2 separate regions of the Mus musculus genome follow, and region 1 is linked to region 2. The links are chromatin contacts, called in public promoter capture Hi-C maps. All regions are on one chromosome and are shown on one strand. Each heading gives the region's core, a stretch centred on a gene start, on an enhancer-like site or on the middle of the called end of the contact. The rest is flanking DNA. Distances are from core to core; before and after follow the strand shown.

The links. Promoter capture Hi-C pulls out the DNA fragments that hold promoters and counts their contacts.
Region 1: a promoter capture Hi-C map of the HPC-7 cell line shows a contact between it and region 2. The contact joins the enhancer-like site here to the promoter of Bbs4 in region 2. A contact is called at or near these places in 10 of 39 promoter capture datasets (the 3T3-L1 cell line, the C10 cell line, the HPC-7 cell line and 6 more), 2 of 15 datasets of contacts at CTCF or cohesin (CD8 T cells and the NIH/3T3 cell line), 8 of 484 Hi-C or Micro-C datasets (the G1E-ER4 cell line, bone marrow-derived macrophages, embryonic stem cells and 3 more), 2 of 115 datasets of contacts at active chromatin or transcription factors (embryonic stem cells and large pre-B cells) and 3 of 9 other capture datasets (adipose tissue, liver and pancreatic islet).

What each region holds. Positions count from the first base shown.
Region 1 is chr9:59,454,025-59,458,087 of GRCm38.p6, reverse strand. It overlaps Arih1 (ariadne RBR E3 ubiquitin protein ligase 1), which reads left to right. Exons shown (of 14, transcript NM_019927.2): 2 at 3,619-3,686. Among named protein-coding and RNA genes, the nearest start is that of Gm20199, 26 kb to the left of the region's middle. Within about 2 kb of position 2,492, at least 35 of the 459 cell types and tissues checked have an H3K27ac peak or open chromatin away from gene starts, as enhancers often do. A contact at or near this core is called in the G1E-ER4 cell line, the HPC-7 cell line, embryonic stem cells and 2 more, where this site is marked.
Region 2 is chr9:59,351,657-59,355,738 of GRCm38.p6, reverse strand. Bbs4 (Bardet-Biedl syndrome 4 (human)) reads left to right here and starts at 2,231. Exons shown (of 16, transcript NM_175325.3): 1 at 2,231-2,329. The coding sequence starts at 2,306.

The DNA of each region.
Region 1 (4,063 bases), core at 1,243-3,742, 100 kb before region 2:
TGCTATAGGAAAGTAGAGCAAGCCATAGGGGACAAGCCTGTAAAGTAAGCAGCATTCCTTAGTGGCATCAGTTCCTTCCTCCAGGTTCCTGTCTTGAACACCTTTCTTGACTTCTGAAGATGATAGACCATAAGATGGAATAAATTCTTTCTTCCCTATTTGTTTTTGGTCCTGGAGTTTATCAAAGCAATAGAAACACTGGGACAATCCAAAGTTCAAATTTCACCACAATCCTCTGTAAAACACATGGTCAGGTCTGTTTATCACAACAATATCCCATATCCTAGTCCCAGTTTCTGTCTTAATGTTAGGGTTTGTGTTATCTTAGCCCATTTGGGTGTATCATCAATTGATTAAGTATTCCAGTACCTGTATTGTAGACTTTGCCATTGTCTGCAGTTTCATACATCCACCGAGGATCTTGGAACATACATACCACAGCAAATAGGGCTTGCTGTATATAGATAGGTTACTTTTATGTGACATTCTAAATAAAGAACCTTTTTTAGTCCCTCTGGAAGTTCCTAGTGCTTCCTTGTATTCTGACCGTGTTTCCTCCCACCTTGTTCTGAATAACCTTTTGGTGGGGAACGTAAAGGCTGTAATACATGACTAGTTAGTTATGGATCATTAATATTCTTTCTAGTTCTGCTACATGGTATAGTGGAAGGGACAGTAAAGACAGATCATAGTTTTGATTTACAGCTGTTCCACTTAATGCATGAGATTAATTTTTGTAACCTAGTTCTATTTTTCTCATATTTACAAAGGTTTTTAAAGTTAGGGGATAAGAGAATGGGTCTGTGATCCAAGCACTTGGGAGGCTAAGCAAGAGAATATTATTACATTTTTAGACATAGTTAGATCTCTCTCTTAAAAAGAAAAAGTAAAAACAAAGCTAGCTAGTGAAGTGTGTTTACAGAGTGCTTTTTTTGTTTTGTTTTTGTTTTTGTTTTGGGCCTTAACATTCATCATGGGACTCACAATATAGCTTAGGTTGGCTTTAACCCTGCAGTAATTCTGCTGCCCTGACTTCTGGAGTGCTTATGTAACAGGCATGAACTAGTGCCTGGTTTATAGAGTGCTTTGAGACTTAAATAAAATTTATAAAGTAATTAATATATGGCCTGTTAAAGAATAATTGTGATAAGATCCATTTTCCCACCACCTCTCTTTACCCAGTTTACTTACAGTGATCAGCCTGCTAGCTACTCTGAAGCAAGTCGTCTGAGTCAATTTTGGCAGTGAGTGCTTCCAGGTGACTAGAAAATGTGAGATTGAACCTAAGAGTTGAGAAAACCTTCCATAGTAAGGTTGTTTTGTTTTGTTTTTCGAGGCAGGGTTTCTCTGTATAACCCTGGCTGTCCTGGAACTCACTTTGTAGACCAGACTCAGAAATCCGCCTGCCTCTGACTCCCAAGAGCTGGGATTAAAGACGTGCAACACCACGCCCGGCTCCTAACTTACTAAAGTTTTGATAAAACCAACAATGGCTACAACAACCTTTGCTACTAGAACTCAGAAGAAGCACTAGTGACATTGCTCATCCTTTCTCTAGTTTTTCTTTGTAAGTTGAAACTTAATTCCTGAAACTTTCAGGTGCACTGTTTCGTGGAGGTGTGTATAATGTCACAAAGTTAGAATCTTAACTAGCCCAGTCCATGTTATTAGATTCAATTTTGGTTCCATAGTAAGTATATTAATACTTAGGGTCAGCTTAATCATTTTCCTTTTTATCTTAACATTTAGAATTTCTTTCTATAACTCAGGCTGGCCTTGAACTCACACAGAGAGCCTCCTGCTTTTGCATCCTGATCATTGGGATTAAAGGTGTGTGCTACCCAGCAAGATTCTTATTCTGGAGTATGATGTTAAAAGGGTTAAAAGACTTAGGGCTTCTCTGAATAAGGAAGTTAGGTAGTAAAGTGAGCCTGGATGAGTAGAAAAGTACTTTGGTCATTGGTCTTTTGGGGGAATAGGGGTAGGATAAATGATGTGGATTGCAGGGGCTACGGAGGTGGTAACAGATGGTGTTGCTGAGAATAATTGAGACATCACATTTCTTTCTTTTCTTCTTTCTTTCTTTAAAGATTTATCTCTTTTATATGAGTACACTATCACTGTCTTCAAACACACCAGAAGAGGACATCAGATCCCATTACAGATGGTTGTGAGCCACCATGTGGTTGCTGGGAATTGAACTCAGGACCTCTGGAACAGTAGTCAGTGCTCTTAACCTCTGAGCCATCTCTACAGCTCCTGAAACTTTTCTTTTTGATGATTAATGACACTCTTATTAGATTATTTTAAATCAATACTTAATTAATACCATTATTAAACACAATGAAAGAGAATAGTGATATGTTATAAAAAGATAGAGGGGGGGATACATTTTGTTGATGTGTAGTGAGGCGTGGGGGAAGGGGGTGCCTATCTATGCAGGGCCCATGCTGAGTCATCCCTTTCCCCTGAGGGACCAGCCACACAGCGGTATAGTATAGAATAGAGTTTATTCAGGGCGTGGTTTAAGCTCTGCTTCCTACATGGTTATGTGCTCTCCTATCTTGGAACAAGTTCAGTTTCCCTGAAGTCTTATGCCCCATTGAGTTTCTGGTTTTGAGACAGGGCCTCATTCTGTGGCACTGACCTGGAACTCAGCAGTCCTACTTTAGCCTTCCAAATGTTGAGATTACAAGTGAGCTACCACACCAAGCCTCATTGTCTTGTAAGCTTTAAAAAAGTGTGCTCAAATAGTTATGCTTGCTAGTTTAATGAGAAATGGGAATATTTGTGAGAACAGCAAACTTATATTTCAGAGTTTTAACTTTCCTTCTATAAATAATATGAAAGAACATCCCAAGAATATATAGTGTTATTACATGGTACAGATATTTTGTTGGTTTAGTTTAATATATCTAAAATACACTAACTTTGAGTTTCTTTAACTATTTGATACACATGGACTTACAAATTTTATTACTTACAAATTTTATTAATTATATTTAGATTGCTGATGTGGTAGTTTGCTAGAGACTCCATGCAACAAATTAGTTTTATCAAATACTTGATATTTTGGGTTTGCTTTTCAAGATAGGGTCTTGTTATATAGTATGAACTGGTCTCCTTTTTTTCCTCAGCTTCCTGTGCACTGAGGTTATATGTGTAGGTAACCTCACTTGGCTTAGTATGGTCTTAACTTTGACATTTTCTTTCTTTTTGGCTTATTTTGAACCCTATAAAGGATGAACTATTATATGGTGAGCTATTTAAATAATCTTGATCATACAACTAAAAATTTGTATCTCCTTTGGAATATAAATAACCAGGAAAGGGTATTTTGGGAGGGACTAAGTGCTCCAGCCATGGTGCAGAAAAATATATTAGGACAGAAAACTTGGGTGCATTATTTGGGAACTTGAAATCTAGCCTGCTATCTTTTTTTTACATGTCTGTGAAATAGCTGAGTTTGTTGCAAGCAAACAATCCTAGCACCTGGGATTCGGGAGCAAGAGAATTGTGAATTCAAGGCCAGCCTGGACTTCACAGAAAGACATACACATACAAAAAAGTCAGTGAGATACAATTACTTTAAAATGTTTTTTTTCCCCCCTCCTTCAGAATCCAGCAACTATCACGAGAATACTCCTTAGCCACTTCAATTGGGATAAAGAGAAGCTAATGGAAAGGTAAGAAGTTATATTGTTAGCTTTGTACTTAGAAGTAACAGAGAAAGCCCACTGATTTGAATTTATAAGCGGATTTATATAATAGTATGCATTTGAACAAACCAATATCTAAGTAATTGCTACAATTTCTTGTATTGAAAATTTTACAGTGAACTTAGTGTTCAGGAAATTCAGGTTAAATTGAAATGGAGGCTTTATTTCAGCTTATTAGATATATTTTCTTGAATATCACAAACTAAAAATACATTTTAAAAAAGCACTTAAAAACTTTCTTGGAACACATAACATCTCCCTTATTAATGAGTTACTTAAGATATACTATTCATGAATGTTAAGTCTGTATTAGGCACGTAAATGACATTTATTCAATAAAAAAC
Region 2 (4,082 bases), core at 982-3,481:
ATATTTATGTATTTTGTGTTCTGAGTGTTTTGCTTGCATTTATGTTCTTGCACACATGTGCCTGGTGCTTGTGGTAGTCAGAAGACGATCCCTAAAACTGCCATTGTGGGCAGTGTCAGCCTTAGTGTGGCGCTGGGAGACAGCCCAGGCTCCTCTGCAAGAGCATGGGTGCTTAACCACTAAGCCATCTTTCCACTGTCTCTTTGTTTTTAAAGGATTTATTGTCTTCATGTAGATGAAGGACTGTTTATATGTTCACCACAGAAGCCAGAAGGGTACCATGTTACAAGCACTAGAGAGCTGCGTGCCTGACATGGATGCTGGGAACTGAACCCCAGTCCTCTACAAGAGCCACAGGTGTTCTTACCTGACCCATCACTCCACAAATGGTAGCATACCATAAATTCCTTACCTTTTTCATAGGTAACCTCTACCTGCTTTTTTTCTTTTAAATCTTCAAGACCGGGCTGGCCTATTTTGAGGGTTATCCTCCTGCCTCTGCCTCCTGAATGCTTGGATTACAGACTAGTGTCACTGTGATCAGCTTGTTTGTTTTGGAGATAAGGTCTTAGCATGTGGCCAAGCCTAATCTGTAACCCATATGTAGCCCACGGTAGCCCACATTCCTGGAAGCCCTATTGCTTTCAGCCTCCTGAGTGCTTGGATTGCACGTATGAGCCAGTGTGCTTGGACTCTTCTTTCTACTCTTCTACTTCTGTCTGTCCACCCATCCATCCACCCATCTATCCAGAAACAGGATTTCATCTATCTATGTCTGTCTGTCTGTCTGTCGACAGGATTTTATGAAGCCAGGCAGGCTAACCTGGAACTCACTATGTTACTAATACTGTTTATGAAAGTCTGATCTGTCTGCAGCCTCTCAAATGCTGGTGTGTGCCTCCACCTACCTGGTTTTCCATTTCTTGTGCCATCTCTTTTTTCTAAGGAAAGTAGTCTCTCTTAGATTATCATTTTTTGGCATCCATTTTATTTTATTTTAAACGTTTTGAGAAAAGGTCTTGTTACATAGTCCTGACTGTCCTTCCTGGAACTTTGTGTAGATCAGGCTGGTCTCAGACTCACAAAGATCCATTTGCCTCTGCCTTCCAAAGAGCAGGCATTGGCAGGCGGATTTCTGAGTTCGAGGCCAGCCTGGTCTACAGTGTGAGTTCCAGGACAGCCAGGGCTACACAGAGAAACCCAGTCTCGAAAACAAACAAACAAACAAACAAACAAACAAGTATGTCCATGTAGAGTAAAATTACAGTTCTAAACAGCCTACCTCTGCTCTTTGCTTGCCTGCTATACAGTTCTCTTCCCTAGAGAGAACCACTTTTAGTATTTAAATATCCTAGAAATATTTTCTTTCTTTTTTTTCTTTTTTGAGACAGGGTTTCTCTGTATAGCCTTGACTGTCCTGGAACTCACTTTGTAGACCAGGCTGGCCTCGAACTCAGAAATCCACCTGCCTCTGCCTCCCGAGTGCTGGGATTAAAGGCATGCACCATCACGCCCAAGTTGAAATATTTTCTAATAAAGAATTATGTACATAATATTCTTAGTTTTGCTTTCTTCTTATTAACATAGACACTGTATGCATTTCTTGCACATTGTCCTTATCTGATAATAGAATACCTTGGCAATTCTCTTACCATGTAAATAGTTGTCTCTTTTCAGATGCCACACAATATGAACTTATCATTTATTTGATTTCTACTGTTGGGTATTTAGGTTGTTTTTTTGGGTGTTGGTTATTCCAAACAATGATACATCGGATACCTCTGTATGTAAAGCCATGTCTTATGTCTATATGTATAGAATAAATTCCTATAATTGAAACAGTTGGGTTAAGGTTATAAGCATTTTTAATTTTGGTAGTTGTGGCTAAGCTGCTCTTATTGGAAGCTTGACCAATTTGTTTCCACTGGCGATGAAAGCATATTTTCCTCACAAAATGTCATTGAAAAACTTTGTTGCCAATGTAAGGCTTAGACCAAATCTCTTGGAAACATAAGTTATAAACTTCGTTGTCTACTATCTAACTGACACGCTCCACTCTAAATTCGTCCAGCCCGGTGCAGAGCTATCTAAGCTCTGGCTGCGAGTCCCCTCACCTATTCCTTCCGAGCTAAGCCATCCATCTGTGGCTGAGACCCTGGAACTCACTGACCTCACAGCCTGACCTTCCACTCACAACTCCTTAGGGGCTCAGGTTCCTCCTTCCTTCCCTGGCTTTGACTTCCTGCTCAGCTGGTCGCCCGGGAAACGGTCGGCTTCCGGTCGCGAAGCGGTGGGCGGAGCCAAGATGGCTGAAGTGAAGCTTGGGATGGTAAGCGGGGAGATTCTCGGAGGCTTAGCGGCGGCCTCAGGGCGGAGCGTCGTGGCGGGGCCGGGCCAGGCGGGGCCAGGCCGGGGCGGCCAGCGGGGCTGGGGTGGCGGGGCCGGGGCGTACGCCAAGTAGTCCCTCCGGGAGGCGGCGCGGTCCAGCTCCCCGCCTGGCTGGGCGTTTGGCGAATGCTGACCTGTGTGCAGCGCTTCGTCTGTTTTGGGATTGGGCAGAGAAGAGAGGTTTTTTGGAAATGGTGTTTTTCCTACTCTTAGGATTTGAGGGTGGGCGTGAGGTGGGGGTTACTGCACCTTCATTAGGCAGTTTTTGATATCCCATAGATTGGTAATTTAATTGGATGAAGCCTGGAACCATTCAGCGCCCCTGCCCTCTCACTGCGACTGGCTTGTTTTCCCAGCTGCGATTAGATTTCGGAAAAGCCCTGTTTCAGAACTCAGCTGGTTTAAATCGTTAGTTAATTCTACAACAGCCTCTGTGAATTCAGGCTGACCCAGAAGTAACTGGCTTTTTGCATCACTCATGACCTTGCTTGTTTGTGACAGTCTTGTATGTACATGGTATTTGCACCTGTAGTTCATGTTGGCTACGGATTAGCCACCTTTAATCCCCTGACTTCTGGGATTTACAGGAGTGCGTCATCACTCCTAGCTCCTTTTTTTTGGATTGACTTATAGTTGTATGTTTATGAGGTACAGTGTGATGATACGTCGGTACAAAGTGTACTGTGTGTGATGGTCAAGTCAGGGTCATTACCATTTCCATCTCAGCATATAAACTGTTGCAAACAGTAGCCCCCACATAAGCATTTGCTTCTGTCTGTTGGTATTTGGCTCCTGTTATTGAATATTATTGAATGTTTCTCTCCATCTTTTCCCTTTCCTAACTTTTGGTGACCTCTTGTTCTACTCTCTATTTCCATGAAATCAACTTTGTTTGTTCCTTTTTGTAAAGATAGGGTTTATTTGTGTATCCCCAACTGACCTAGAACTAGAGAGTAGACTAGGCTGCCTGGGATTAAAGGTGTGTGCTACCCCGTTGAGATCAGCTTTTTTAGTTTCCACATAGGAGTGAGAACATGCTTTGGCTTTCTCTGCCAGGCATATTTTACTTAGCATAATTTTTCCACAGTACTACAGATTACACCTTATTCTTTTTCATGTCTAAATAATACATGCATACTCCTGGAGTCTAGGAATCTCTTCACAAACCACACAAACACTGATCGCAGTCAGACAGGGATAGTTTATTGAGCAGATGCCCCAGGACTGGTCAACTAGGGCCATGGTCCAGATTCGGGAACTGAACCATGACCCCAAGTTAAGATCTTACAGGGTTTTTAAGCCCCAAATCCACAAACATCTGTGCCAAATTATTTCACCAATCAGGATTTAGGGATAGGATTTCCTTAGGAACATGTTTTGTTGTGCATTTACCCTGCTCCCATTGGTTGGGGTATTCAACTGTGGCAGGAAACCTGCCTTGTCTAATATTCATGTCCTAACTTCTCTACCAGGATGGGACTTGTCTAATATTCATGTCTTAACTTGCCAACCAGGATGTCAGTTACCTGTGTACATGTCTCTTTCTGCCAAGTAGGATGTCAGTTCCCAGGGAGGTTTTGGGAACATAAACTTTACTCGACCACTACTCAGAATGGAAGTTTTATTCCAAATAGTTTCTTATATTGGGGCGGGTATCTTTCTTATGTTGGGGTCCATCTCGGGGGCAGCTTATA